2 separate regions of the Zea mays genome follow, and region 2 is linked to region 1. Evidence: chromatin contacts called from public Hi-C data. All regions are on one chromosome and are shown on one strand. The core of a region is the stretch at or near the end of the contact, and the rest is flanking DNA. Distances in the headings are between cores, read along the strand shown.

The links. A called contact is a pair of places that touch in the nucleus more often than the background predicts.
Region 2: a contact with region 1 is called in a Hi-C map of endosperm, with 2.2 times the contacts expected there. The contact joins the promoter of LOC100276938 here to the promoter of LOC100285588 in region 1. A contact is called at or near these places in 5 of 25 Hi-C or Micro-C datasets (ear, endosperm, leaf and 2 more).

What each region holds. Positions count from the first base shown.
Region 1 is chr8:103,756,154-103,762,878 of Zm-B73-REFERENCE-NAM-5.0, forward strand. It overlaps LOC100285588 (ATP binding protein), which reads right to left and starts at 2,201. Exons shown (of 5, transcript NM_001158479.2): 1 at 1,527-2,201. The coding sequence starts at 1,919. It overlaps LOC103635624 (a long non-coding RNA gene), which reads right to left. Exons shown (of 2, transcript XR_557521.4): 1 at 6,701-6,725; 2 at 6,161-6,516.
Region 2 is chr8:103,918,550-103,925,132 of Zm-B73-REFERENCE-NAM-5.0, forward strand. It overlaps LOC100276938, which reads left to right and starts at 5,318. Exons shown (of 6, transcript NM_001150629.3): 1 at 5,318-5,734. The coding sequence starts at 5,564.

The DNA of each region.
Region 1 (6,725 bases), core at 951-3,450:
ACCTTGATAGAAGATCCTGCATACACAATTACACGTGCAGCAGGCATGGTTGGTTGGTTCAATGTACATGTTGCGAGAGCAGAAACAAACAAAGACCGGAGCACCCTAGCTGCTAGCTACTCTATGGCGAGGGAACTGGAATCCGAGCGTGAAGGAAGAGCTGGGGCGTCCATGGCGAGGGAGCAGAGACGGCGCGCAGGGCTGAATCCGAGCTGGAGCTCGTGGCAACCGGCGAGCAGAGAGGATTTGGGGAACCACGGCCATGGAGATGAGCGAACACACGGCCAGCAAACTGGAGCAGGAGTGAGGCATCAGAGGAGGCACGAGGGCTATGGAGTTTGGGCTAGTGGCTGTTGCAAGGACGAGGAAGACGACCAGAGAAATTTGCGCAGGAAGAGAAGAGGAGAAAAGAACGACGGCTTAGGAGAGAGGTAACGGATGTAGACGACGTGAGTATCCATGATTTTAATCAAAGAGGTTACCAAGTAATAGAGTGTTCTTGTTCGTTTTAGCGAGTGGCCTATTCCCTGCTTTTCCATATCAGCTAATCCCTCGCCTACGCCTCCAAAACGTCGAAGCCGCACGTGAGGATCTCCATAATAGCAAATTTCTCCCTACAATGGACATGGATCCTTTACAATTTTGACTGTTTGAAATACTCAAAAATGGACCTTGTTTTCTTTAGAGCCTGCTTGGATCCCATGAATTGAAACCAACATCTGGAAAGTGCTTCTCATTTATTATTAAATTATTTTCAATTCCACTCAATTCCTGAGAAACAAACAGGGCCTTAAGAGACTTCAAGATAAGGGGATTGATGATGCTATTGTCTCAGAAGACCAATAATTCCAAAACTGAAATTAGAACATTTTTTATTAGCATGACATGTTCCTATCATTTGATTTCAATTTTCACATATGCCTGGATGGGCAGACCGCAGACCTGGTGTTAGAGGCTACCACATGAGTTGGGCCTCAAGAAGGAATAAACCGAGGCAAGTCTTCCCACCACAAATGTGGAGATGCTGCTAGGAACCCATGACCTAGTGAGCTCTCGCCACTGCACCAGGCCTATCCTTCCTCACATATGCTTGGTTACTTACAAAATAAATAAACTAGAGACCCTCTATTTGCTACTTAAATATTTTACACTGTTAATTTCTTGCAGAAAGGATACCTTTCAGCATACAGTGTGTAAGTGTGCACAACATGATATTCAATATTTTGATTTGTACAACAAAGCATAGGTATAATGTATGCTGTAGCAACTAAAACTGTTATTATTAACCAAGGTGAAGCACAAAGGTAGGCACGTGTACTAATTGTGGAAACACGGCCATTTTAGGTGTTCTTTTAAGTAACTAACAAAAGGGTTGTGACCGAAATTATCTAACAAGTGTAGGCTTTCTCTGATGCAATATTATAACCAATATAACAGTGGCGCAGCGTAATGCCCACGCCCTGAAGCAAACGAAATCCTACTTGTAACACACAAACTAGCAAATGGCGAAACACAAGCAAGTGCACCTTGTCCCTGTAGAGCTGCTTGAGCTGCGCGACGCCCTCGAAGCCATTGTCCACGAGCTTCCTAAGGTTGCGCGGCCCCACACCAGGAATCCCCAGTAGCTCGACGCTCGTCCCCACCGCGGCGGCCGCATTCCCGCCCCTTATCCTCCTCTCCGATGGCACGCGGCTCCCGCCTCCCCTCCGACCCTCCTCCGCCTCCGCGTAGTCGTCCGAGCCACACCGCCTGGCGTCCTCGGCGGAGCAGAACAGCGCCCTCCGCGCCCCGGCCATGCCGCCAAAGCGCAGCCACGACGGGGACCGCGGGCCCGGGCGGAGCGCTGGGGAACCACCAAGCCGGAGCGCAAAGGGCATGGCAGCGGCGGCGTCAGTGACGGTGAGGGAGAGCCTGGGCATCGACGTCGGCGGCGGCGGAGGTTATCAATGTGGCTGGTCGCTAGGGTTTTTGGGTTGGGGGTTTTGGTCATCCCTTGTGAGCTGTGGGCTGTCCAGGTCCAGCTGTGTCATCGGGGAAGCAGGAGGGGAGCAGCCGAGGAAACTGGTGGCCACTCCGCCACTGGCCTAGGTGCGCGGGGATGGATGGCGAGTGCGCCCTCCCGTCCGTGACACGCAGGGCCGGGCCAAGCAATTGTTTGTGCGGGAACGGTGGGGCTTGTCGCCGTTTTGCGTTTTGCCGCTGAGAGGGATTTAGGAACGGTGGGCTTGCACGACAACTTGTTTCGGCATCCGATTTGAGCTTCTATACCTAGGTGGTATTGGGATGTGTAAATACTAAGGTGCTATTTGGTTCATATATTTATAACGTGAAAAATATATGATAACATTAAATTATATTTATTTAAGTTTCACCATAATCAGATATCACACTATAAACTGATACCGTCATATAAAAATTTGGCACCACTGGTAATCGAATCTCTACTAACTATTAAGAGCTCAACGTAGACTGCCCCCGCCCCCGCTCGCCCGACGTCCGGATTCCGCGCCACCGCAAACCATCCGCAAACCCCGCCAACCCGCCCTACCTCCGGATTCCGCGCCGCCGCAAACCGCCAGCCATCCCCGCTCGCCCGACCTCCGGATTCACCGCCAGCCAACCCTGCCCGCCAACCCCGCTCGCCCGACCTCCGGATTCCTAGCCGCGGAAGCAGCAGCAAGTGCGACCATGGTGGGTGGCGCCGGCGGGCGGGACCCGCTCGTCGCCTCCGAGATCCACGGCTTCCTCACCTGCGCAGGTCGCCCCGCCCCCGCACGAGGGCGGCCTTTTCTCCCTCCGTTTTTCTCTTCTTCTCCTTTGGTACTCCCCAACCCGCCCTACCTCCGGATTCCGCGCCGCCGCAAACCGCCAGCCATCCCCGCTCGCCCGACCTCCGGATTCACCGCCAGCCAACCCTGCCCGCCAACCCCGCTCGCCCGACCTCCGGATTCCTAGCCGCGGAAGCAACAGCAAGTGCGACCATGGTGGGTGGCGCCGGCGGGCGGGACCCGCTCGTCGCCTCCGAGATCCACGGCTTCCTCACCTGCGCAGGTCGCCCCGCCCCCGCACGAGGGCGGCCTTTTCTCCCTCCGTTTTTCTCTTCTTCTCCTTTGGTACTCCGATTCTGTTGCTCGTCTTGGTCCTGCATCTCTTCTTGATGTGGTTGGATTGAGCTCTGGAGTCTTAGGGCTGCTGTCGTCTGATGCCTGGAACTCGTAGGTTCTTCGAAGTTTCGCGGCTGCACACGCGTATTTGCTCATTTTCCTCCATATGAGCCTATGCGGTGTCCTGTTAGAAGTTGTTTGAGCTCTTTATGCAGTCGTGTTGCTTGATTGGATTGGAACAGTAGTGGTATTTCTGTACTTCTGTTGGAAACTGATCGAATGCACTGTGGGCGTTTGGCTGCTCAGTTTTCTTAGTTCACTTCACCTCGTCAACTGATTTTTTTCCAGCAGTTCCTTTCGCCAGATTTTTTCTGTGCTCGGTTTAAGCACTTATTAGCTTATACTTTATACTTGGTGTTTTTGTTGCTCTTGTTGTCCGTTGTTTAATGATCTGCCATGCTGAATCGGGTACGGGAAGGGCCTATAAAAGACAAGGGAGGAGAGACCGGTTCGGCTTTGCTTGTTGGAAGACAGAGCAAGAACAGAGGTACTGTTGCACCGAAGTCTTCATCCAGGCCACGCAAACAACCTTTTCATTCGCATATAAGTCACCAGGAATCCTGAATGGCCACCTAATGCGCTGTCACGGCATGCTGCTATCAACTTGTTTTGGGGAGTAACATTGTGCCCAATCCATATATGATTTTTATAGCGCAGAACACCGTCCACCAAAGAGAAGCTAGGAACCGATGAAGGGGCGAGCAACAAATGAGCCTTGAGACGAGCAGCGAAATCATCCTGATCATAGCCAGACTCCACCTCTAGCAACCAGTGTGGTGTTGCTGAAGAAATTGTAGCACAAGACGCATCATGAGAAGGTTCGCGGAAGAGTGCGTCGGCCACCCGATTGTCCGTTCCACGCTTGTACACAATACGATAATTGAGGCCCAACAACATGGAAAACACCCGCTGCTGCCAAGCAGTATGAAGGCGCTGTTCCGACAATTGTACCAAACTGCGTTGGTCGGTATGGATGATGAATTCCTTGAGTTGAATATATGCACGCCACTGAGACAAAGCCATAAGGATTGCCATATTTTTTCGTACGTTGATAGGCCTTGTGATTTAGGACCAAGTGCCTTACTGATGAAGGCAATAGGGTGACCATCTTGAGTCAACACAGCACCAATTCCAGTCGCACAAGCATCTGTTTCAATGGCGAAAGAGCGGGAAAAATCGGGCAGTTTCAGAACAGGCACAAAACATAGAGCCTCCTTCAATGCTTGAAATGCTTGGTCCTGAACCGATGTCCAGATGAAAATGGTGTGCTTCTTGAGAAGGGAAGTCAGAGGCTTAGACAGGACACCAAAGTGGCGCACAAACTTGCGGTAATAACTCGCTAACCCCAAAAAACTGTGGAGTTCTTTAGCTGAGCGAGGACAAGGCCATGTAGCAATATCAGACACTTTAGGGCTTGTTTGGTTATTTTCAATCCATATGGATTGGAGGGGATTGATACGGATTGTGAGAGATTTTGACTTACTAGGGATTGAAACCCCCTCAATCCATATGGATTGGGGTAGAACCGAACAAGCCCTTAGCGGGTCCGTAGCCACAGCCTGGGAGCTGATCACATGATCCAAATAGTTAATTTCTTGCTGAGCAAAGGAGCATTTGGACATTTTAATCTGCCATTGATCCCGTTCCAGAAGCTGTAACACTGCAAGAAGATGCAACAGGTGGTCCTCAAATGATGAGCTATATACAAGAATGTCATCAAAGAAGATGAGAGCAAACTGACGGAGACAGGAAGCCATAGTAGCGTTCGCTGACTAAAAAGTGCCAGGTGCGCCAGTCAGACCTAATGCCATGATCTTAAACTCATACTGTCCACAATGAGTTTGGAATGCAGTTTTATACTCTTCACCGGCATGCAGTCTGATCTGGTGAAATCCAGCCTGGAGATCCAGTTTCGAAAACCATGAAGTCGATGCCAACTCATACAGTGACTCGTCAATAACTGGTACCGGATATTTGCCTTTGACAGTGATGGCATTGAGGTGATTGTAATCGACATAGAACCGCCATGAGCCGTCTTTCTTCTTGACCAAAAGCACAGACGAAGAAAACGGACTACCAAAAGCACGGACGAAGAAAACGGACTGGCACTGGGTTGAATAATGCCATTAGAAAGCATCTCCTGAAGCTGCCTCTCGATCTCTTCCTTAAGCGCCGGCGCATAACGATATGGCACCGAAAAGTTCAACGGTGAAGTTTAGCTGAAGCTATCTTACCGGGCCATTTTCTCTGTCCTTCCTCAGCCCAGCAACTCTGACCAAACTGCACTGACCAAACTGAATAGACTGCAACACGATCCTGAGACCTGCGCTGCTAACTGAACGACAACTCCTAATACACTAAATAAGTACACAAATGCAGAGAATAAATTACAAGACACACTGACAGCATAACAAGTATTACTCGACAATTCTTCTCCTAATTCTTGGCATGCTTCACTGAAGATGCTTCAAACCAAGCTGACCTTTCAGTCACTGAACTTGTTCTTGCTCAAAGGCTTACTGGCTTAGTAAGAACATCACCAAGCTGTGCTTCTGTTCTAATGAATTCCACACCGATTTGCCCTGAATTCTCATACTCCCTGATCATATGGAATCTGATATCAATATGCTTAGATCAAACAATCTTGTGGAGTTTGGGCACTGCTGACTTTGGAGGAAGGAACATCCATTTCTCAAGCACATTATGGCGACAAATATCATAATTGAATTATTTTATTTCAGAGCACAGATCAAAAAGGATCTTGTTTCATAAGATATAAGGGGGAGGAAAAAAGAACAACAAAGTCGCACCAATTCAAAATATACAGCGTTGTAGAACAAGCTAGGTGCCCCCGTTCCATGCCTACAACGCAAGTGGGCGTCAAGCACCGTGGGTCATTATTCTTCCTTACTATTATAGCATCCCAAGAAAGGCCACAAATCAGGCTTTATTGTTACAAAATGAGCAGACCCTTGCTGTTTCGCAACATGTGGGACGCGCGCAATAAAAGAAACTAAGAACAATTTGACATTCCACTGGGAAGCTCTATATGTTTCTAAAGCTATGTTTTTCTTCTTTGTACACAGCTGTGGGTTTCTATAATCTGAACTTCTAGCTATAAGTTCACAAAATGCAGCAAACAATGTAATCTTCTATGGAATGTGCTTTCAATTTAGACAGTATTTTGTACACCCCTGATTACATGAGATGACAGGGTAACTGTCGGTAAGGTCTTGTCCCCACTGAAGGTGTTTGATTTGGATTTTGGCATGAACCAGGACATTTGCATGAGGCTGGTTAGTTAGGACGGGATTCTAAGTCCTGTATGGCTTCATAAGATTGAGATCAATTCCTGAAATGTAAGAAAGAATAAATTATATTATGGAAAAAGATACACATAAGCAGAACTAATTGCTCAGCAACAGTGAGTTTGATTGGAAAACCTAAATTCACATGCTGGTACAAAGCACACTGTTCTACACAAATATGCACCTAATGTGAGGAATGCACAGTTAATGATGTCCAAGATACCATACCTGCACATTATGGAATTAGATTGCA
Region 2 (6,583 bases), core at 4,068-6,567, 170 kb after region 1:
TGGTGAATGCCATGTTGAGTACAACGGGATTATCCAAGGCATGGTGGGGTGAGGCGATTTTGACGGCATGTCATGTCCTGAATAGAGTTCCAACAAAGAATAAAGAGATCACACCATTTGAGGAATGGGATAAGAGAAGACGAAATCTCTCATATTTGCGCACTTGGGGTTGCTTGGCTAAAGTGAATGTGCTAATCAATAAAAAGCGTAAACTTGGGCCTAAAACTGTTGATTGTATATTCCTTGGGTACTCTTTTCACAGCACTGTGTATAGGTTCTTAATTATAAAATCTGATGTGCCTGATATGTATGTTGATACTATCATGGAATCAAGAGACGCAACATTTTTTGAGAATGAGTTTCCCATGAAGAATACACCTAGTGATACAAGTCATGAGACTATAATTCCCCATGAGCACGAACTGACTATTCCTATAGATCATGCTGAGGATCCTCGCGTGCACATCCCTGAGGAGGATGACACTATAGTCACTCGAAAGAGCAAGAGACAGAGGGTTGCAAAATCCTTTGGTAATGACTTTATAGTGTACCTTGTGGAAGACACACCAAGTACCATTAGTGAGGCATATTCCTCTCCTGATGCTGACTTATGGAAGGAAGCAGTAAAGAGTGAGATGGAATCTATTATGTCTAATGGAACTTGGGAGGTCGTTGACCGTCCTTATGGTTGTCAACCTATAGGTTGCAAATGGATCTTCAAGAAAAAGCTTAGTCCTGATGGTACAATCGAGAGGTACAAGGAAAGGCTTGTGGCCAAAGGATATACCCAAAAAGAGGGTGAAGATTTCTTTGATACCTACTCACCAGTGGCTCGATTGACTACAATTCGCACATTAATAGTCGTGGCAGCCTCTTATGGTCTTATCATACATCAGATGGATGTTAAGACAGCTTTCCTAAATGGAGAGTTGGATGAGGAGATCTACATGGATCAGCTAAAAGGTTTCATTGCGGATGGTCAAGAGAACAAGGTGTGCAGGTTGATAAAATCATTGTATGGCCTAAAACAAGCACATAAGCAATGGCATGAAAAGTTTGATAATACTCTTACAGCTGCTGGCTTTGCTGTAAATGAATCTGACACGTGTGTGTATTATCGGTATGGTGGGGGTGAGTCTGTTATGTTGTGCCTTTGTGTTGATGACATCTTGATCTTTGGATCAAATCTCAATGTGATTGAGGAAGTTAAAAATCTTCTATCGAGCAATTTCGAAATGAAAGATTTGGGAGAAGCTAATGTCATTCTTAACATCAAGCTTGTTAGAGAAGGTGATGGTGGGGTAAATTTGTTACAATCTCACTATGTGGAAAAGGTATTGAGTCTCTTTGGTTTTAGTGACTGTGATCCTGCTCCAACACCTTATGACCCTAGTATGCTATTGAGAAAGAATAGGAGAATAGCAAGGGATCAATTGACATACTCCCAGATCATTGGCTCGCTCATGTACCTTGCAAGTGCAACAAGGCCAGACATCTCTTATGTTGTGAGTAAGCTGAGTCGGTTTGTGTCGAAACCAGGAGATGATCACTGGCGTGCCCTTGAGAGAGTGTTGCGGTATTGGAAAGGTACTATGACATACGGTATTCATTATACTGGAAACCCAAAAGTGCTGGAAGGCTATTGTGATGCCAACTGGATTTCTGATGCTGATGAGCTTTATGCCACAAGCGGATATGTGTTTCTGTTTGGAGGTGGCGTTGTTTCCTGGAAGTCTTGCAAGCAGACTATCTTAACTAAGTCTACAATGGAAGCAGAACTCGCAGCATTAGAGAATGTTGGGGCTGAGGCCGAGTGGCTTCGTGATTTCCTATTGGATTTACCGATAGTTGAAAAATCGATACCGGCTATTTCCATGAACTGTGACAACCAAACGGTGATTACAAAGGTTAACAGTTCTACGAATAACATGAAGTCTACAAGGCATGTGAAGAGGAGATTGAAATCTGTCAGAAAGCTGAAAAACTCTGGAGTTATAACGATGGATTATGTTCACACATCTGATAATCTGGCAGATCAATTCACTAAGGGTCTGTCATGCAATGTGATAGAAAGTGCATCGAGAGAAATGGGTATGAGACCCATGTGAAATCTACTCTAGTGGTAACCTGCTCTATGTGATCGGAGATCCCGTGAAGTAGAGTGGAGAAACAAGCTAGGAGTAGGTTGTGAGGAAAGATCCCTTTCTTAACTCATTTCTGATGCACATCTTTCCTATCTGTAAGGCAGGATGGTATTTACCTTAATGTATTCCAAGAGTCTTATAAAGGTGAGATGTTGTCCTACAGAACATCTTCTGAGGAATACACCTATATGAGTCAGACTTCTGGTCACATTCTATGGGACTTGGGTAATCCCTAAATACTCATGAAAGGCACTGAAGTGTGACTTATATGCTTCTAAACAGCAGGAATGCCCTTTTGCAGCCTAGTATCAGCAAAGGATTTGAGCGAATCTTATTTCGCACAAAACTGTCAATTCAAGGCTTAGTCCATTGTTCAGTTGTGAATGAGTGAAACTCTTATTCTAGATGGATGTTCAACTTAATAGTCTCCATCGAAACACTGGTATATCAAAGGATTGTGATTCTGATACTTCATCATTACAAACCCTAGAGTTTGGTGGGGATTGTTGGATCTTTTATGGGCTTGGCCCATTTATTCAATAAACTCTATGATGTGTAATGGTGGAGAATAAAAAATAGTACCATATTGGAAGTCCAAGGGTCGTAGGCTTGACTTATATAGTGGGAATTATTCCACTTAATTTGAGAAGCCAAGAAACGTACAAGGGCGTGACACACGCGCGCGCGCGCCGCCGCCGTCGGCCGGGCCGGGCGTGGCGTGGCGTGGCGAGGCAGGCAGGCAGACGGCGGGCGGGCGTGGTTGTGTTAATTTTTAGCACTCATTAAACGCGGGAGTTTCAACTCTTGCCCGTCTCTTGGCGTGCCGCATGCGAGACCCTTACCCTTCAGCTGCCCGTCTCTTGGCGTGCCGCATGCGACCCTTCTCCTTCAGCTTCCTTCCGCGAAAGGTTGACCCTTCTCCTTCAACTTCCTTCCGCGAAAGGTTAAGTAGAGGAGAACCCCTGTCATTTGGTACGAGAGCAGAACCTTCAAAATCACAGTCCAGCCGCAAGTGTCTCGTAGCTCTGCGCGCACAGAGCAGCGAGAGGGCAGGTGCCTCCGAAGCCCTTACCGTTCGAGACCTTGCACGGGGATCGTCAAATAGGTTTTTGGGGAGCGTCTACGCGACTGCCCAAAACATCTTCTTCTTCCTGGCGACATGACAAGAGAAGCTGGACAAGGATCAGGATCCTCGGAGCGCATGAGAGGGTATGATCAATTCAGTTCCTTACTATTTTACGTTCTGCAGATTATATATGTTTCATATATTCATCTCTGTTGTTTCATATGTAGTCATAGAATTATCCAAACTGTCCTGTTATATTATATCATGACATGTCTGATGTCTGTTCATGCTAGTAATATGTTATATCTGTTTGTTCTAATTTTACAGTCATGTTGTTTATGTTGTTATCTGTTTATTTCCAATTGTTCCGTCAGTTTACATGCTTATTATATTTATATGATTTATATGATTCATAAGATTTATGTTTTCATGATTCATATTGTTATGGATATATTTGAGATCACGATTTTTATGATTAATTATCTTTTATATGTCATCATCATAATGTTAATTTATGGAATTAAAATGATATGGAAAATGCCTATAATTCTAACAGTATATAGAAGAAAACATAAAAGTATAGTTATGACATCTCTAATGATACTAATTTGGCATTATAAAATTCGACGTCCTGTTTCTAAACTAGACTATTTTTTTAAAAAAAATAGACAACTCTAAGAATTAATTTACTAAAGAGCGAGGGAATAATATATAAGCAGCTGTGTTGACGCGGATCTAGCCGCCAATCATTGGGAGCTGTTCTATTTGGCGGGTTCTCTGTGGCGACGCAGACGATCCGCGGTCTAGGGTCGAACGGTCCGCGTCCTGGCGGCAGAAGCTGATTTCTCTACATCGAGTCGGACGGTCCACACGTGGTGGCCAGACGGTCCGTGCGTGTGCAGGGACGGCTGCGTTCGCCAACAACACCTGGATCTCGCTTCCCGGGAGGGACCCCGACAGGGAGGAGTGATCCTAGGTTTTGTCTTGGGGTCGGTAGACCACTCAAGACGTCTCTAGACGACATAAAGTCGAAGAGATGTGAAGATTGAGAAGAAGAATGCTACATTCTAGCTACTCCTAGGACAAAAGCAGATGAATTGATAAACGTATTGATTGGTTCTATTTTTGGTGCCCACAAGCGGTCGTACCCCTTCATATATATGCTTTAGGTAGCTCATCACCTTGCAAAGTCTATAACATATATGCATTACCAGATATTACCTACATGACTCTGTAAGGCCCTTCCCAGCTTTGGGACCACTTGCCAAACATCCGGTCCTGCTCCTCAATGGCAAGACTGTTTTCTGGACCGTTTAGTTTCCTTTATTTATTTATTTCTATAAAGACATTATATTTATATAATAAGTTTTGTGACATTGGTTTATATACACTGACTGATTATATGTGTGAAATTTGATCCTGACATATATATGCGATGTATCTGGGTTTGTCCTTAAATCCGAGTGTTATAGTATAACATATGTTTATAAGTTTATACTTATATTATCGTGATATTTTTTGTTGTAACGCATGGATTTTTATCTCATATGTTTATTAGGTGTCATGTTATATTATGTCCGTAGCAATGCATGATCGCATGAAGCAATAACTATCATAGAAGAAAAACAAAGTCCCAAAGATCTTATGATTTTAAAATATCAAAGTTCTGGATCTAAGATAAACCTAAAAAAAACTAGCATAAGCCGAACCGTATAATCAATTGAGGGATATGTCATAAGATAATGAGCACAATAATTTAGTGGGCCATCAGCACGCGGTCTAGCAAGACCAACCAACTATCTCATCCCTGCTTTGTGGCGCTACCAAATTCAAAACCATTCGAACAAGAGCCCGAATATATTGCTATACCTTCTATTTTAAGCTATAAGAGTTTTGCCTTTTCTAGATATATACTTTATATGTATATAGATAGATAGATATAAATGTAGATATTTATAAGAATTTTTTCAGACATAGTTTTTTACGATATATCTAAACATGCATCGAGAAAAAAAAAATCTAAGCCACGCGTCCCGCTCTCACTGGCTGGCGCCTGCGCACTGGGATCCATAGCAGGCAAGCGTTGTAGGGTACTAGCAGCGGGCCAGCAGCACAGGAAACAGGAAAAGCAAGAAAGTCATACACATACACACACGCATCCGCAGCACTCCCTCCTCGGTCCCTCCTCTGCTTCACACAGACCAGTGCGCGCTCAATTCCCCCCTCTAGCGCCTCCACCGCACCAAACCGGTCCAACGGGACCTATGCTCTAGCCTCAGAGCAAACCACCGCCTGAATTGTGCGGCAATTGGGGGAGGATTCGCGGCAGGCAGGGCGCGGATCCGTTGGCGGGATGATTGCGGCTGTCAACAGAGTGCCGGCGGGCTGGGGCGAGGATGAGATGTCCGTGCTGCCACGGCACACCAAGGTGGTGGTCACCGGCAACAACCGCACCAAGTCGGTGCTCGTGGGATTGCACGGGGTCGTGAAGAAGGCCGTCGGCCTCGGGGGATGGCATTGGCTGGTAATTCGCTGCTCCCACCTTGCAATTGCCGGTTCTTTTTTATCCCAGATCTTGCTTTGCTGCAATGCGAATTGCTTTCCTAGTTGTCAATTTCGGGTTTTACTTGCCCCAGAGCTTCGATCAGGTCCGGTTTGGAGGATTTACCCCCAGTTTAGCTCGGATTGCTAATTTGGATTAGTTTATTGAAGTTCAGATCGGTCTTGTTTTCTTTACCCGTTTTTTCTTTCTAATTCTAGGTTTGAATTTTTGCTGCGCTGTTGTACCTTGCAGTTTGATCCAGCATTGGACTATTCCAAATATCTCTCCATCTAGATTGCAGTATTGCCATCAAATTTAGTCCTAAGATTATCTACTCCCAATTTTGCTGTTCGAACTTTCCCCAGCTGCTTGCAGTTATTCATACAAAAACTCAGATCTTGGTTCCTCACTGTCGCTGCATTGTTCGCGGTCCTGATTGCACTGCAGAGTTTCATTTTTGTTTGATCTGTATTTGAATTGGGCTGTCAGCGTCAATTCGGAAACTGCTCGTCGCGGACCATCATTGCTTGTTGCGCTTAGTATCTAGATTTGAGTCTGGCTGTAGTCTTTGCTGTCCTTTTAGGGAATTTGGATTGAGCTGAAGAATGCCGTTGGCATTGGCTTGTAATTCGCTGCTTCCACCTTGCAATTGCTGATTTTTTAATCCCAGATCTTGTCTTGCTGCAATGTGAATTGCTTTTCCAGTTGTTCATTTTGGGTTTTAGTTGCTCTAGAGTTTCGATCAGGTCCGTGTGTGGAGGATTTAACCTAATTCAGATCGATCTTGTTTTCTTTTCCCTTTTCTTCTTCTAATTCTGGGTTTAAGTTATT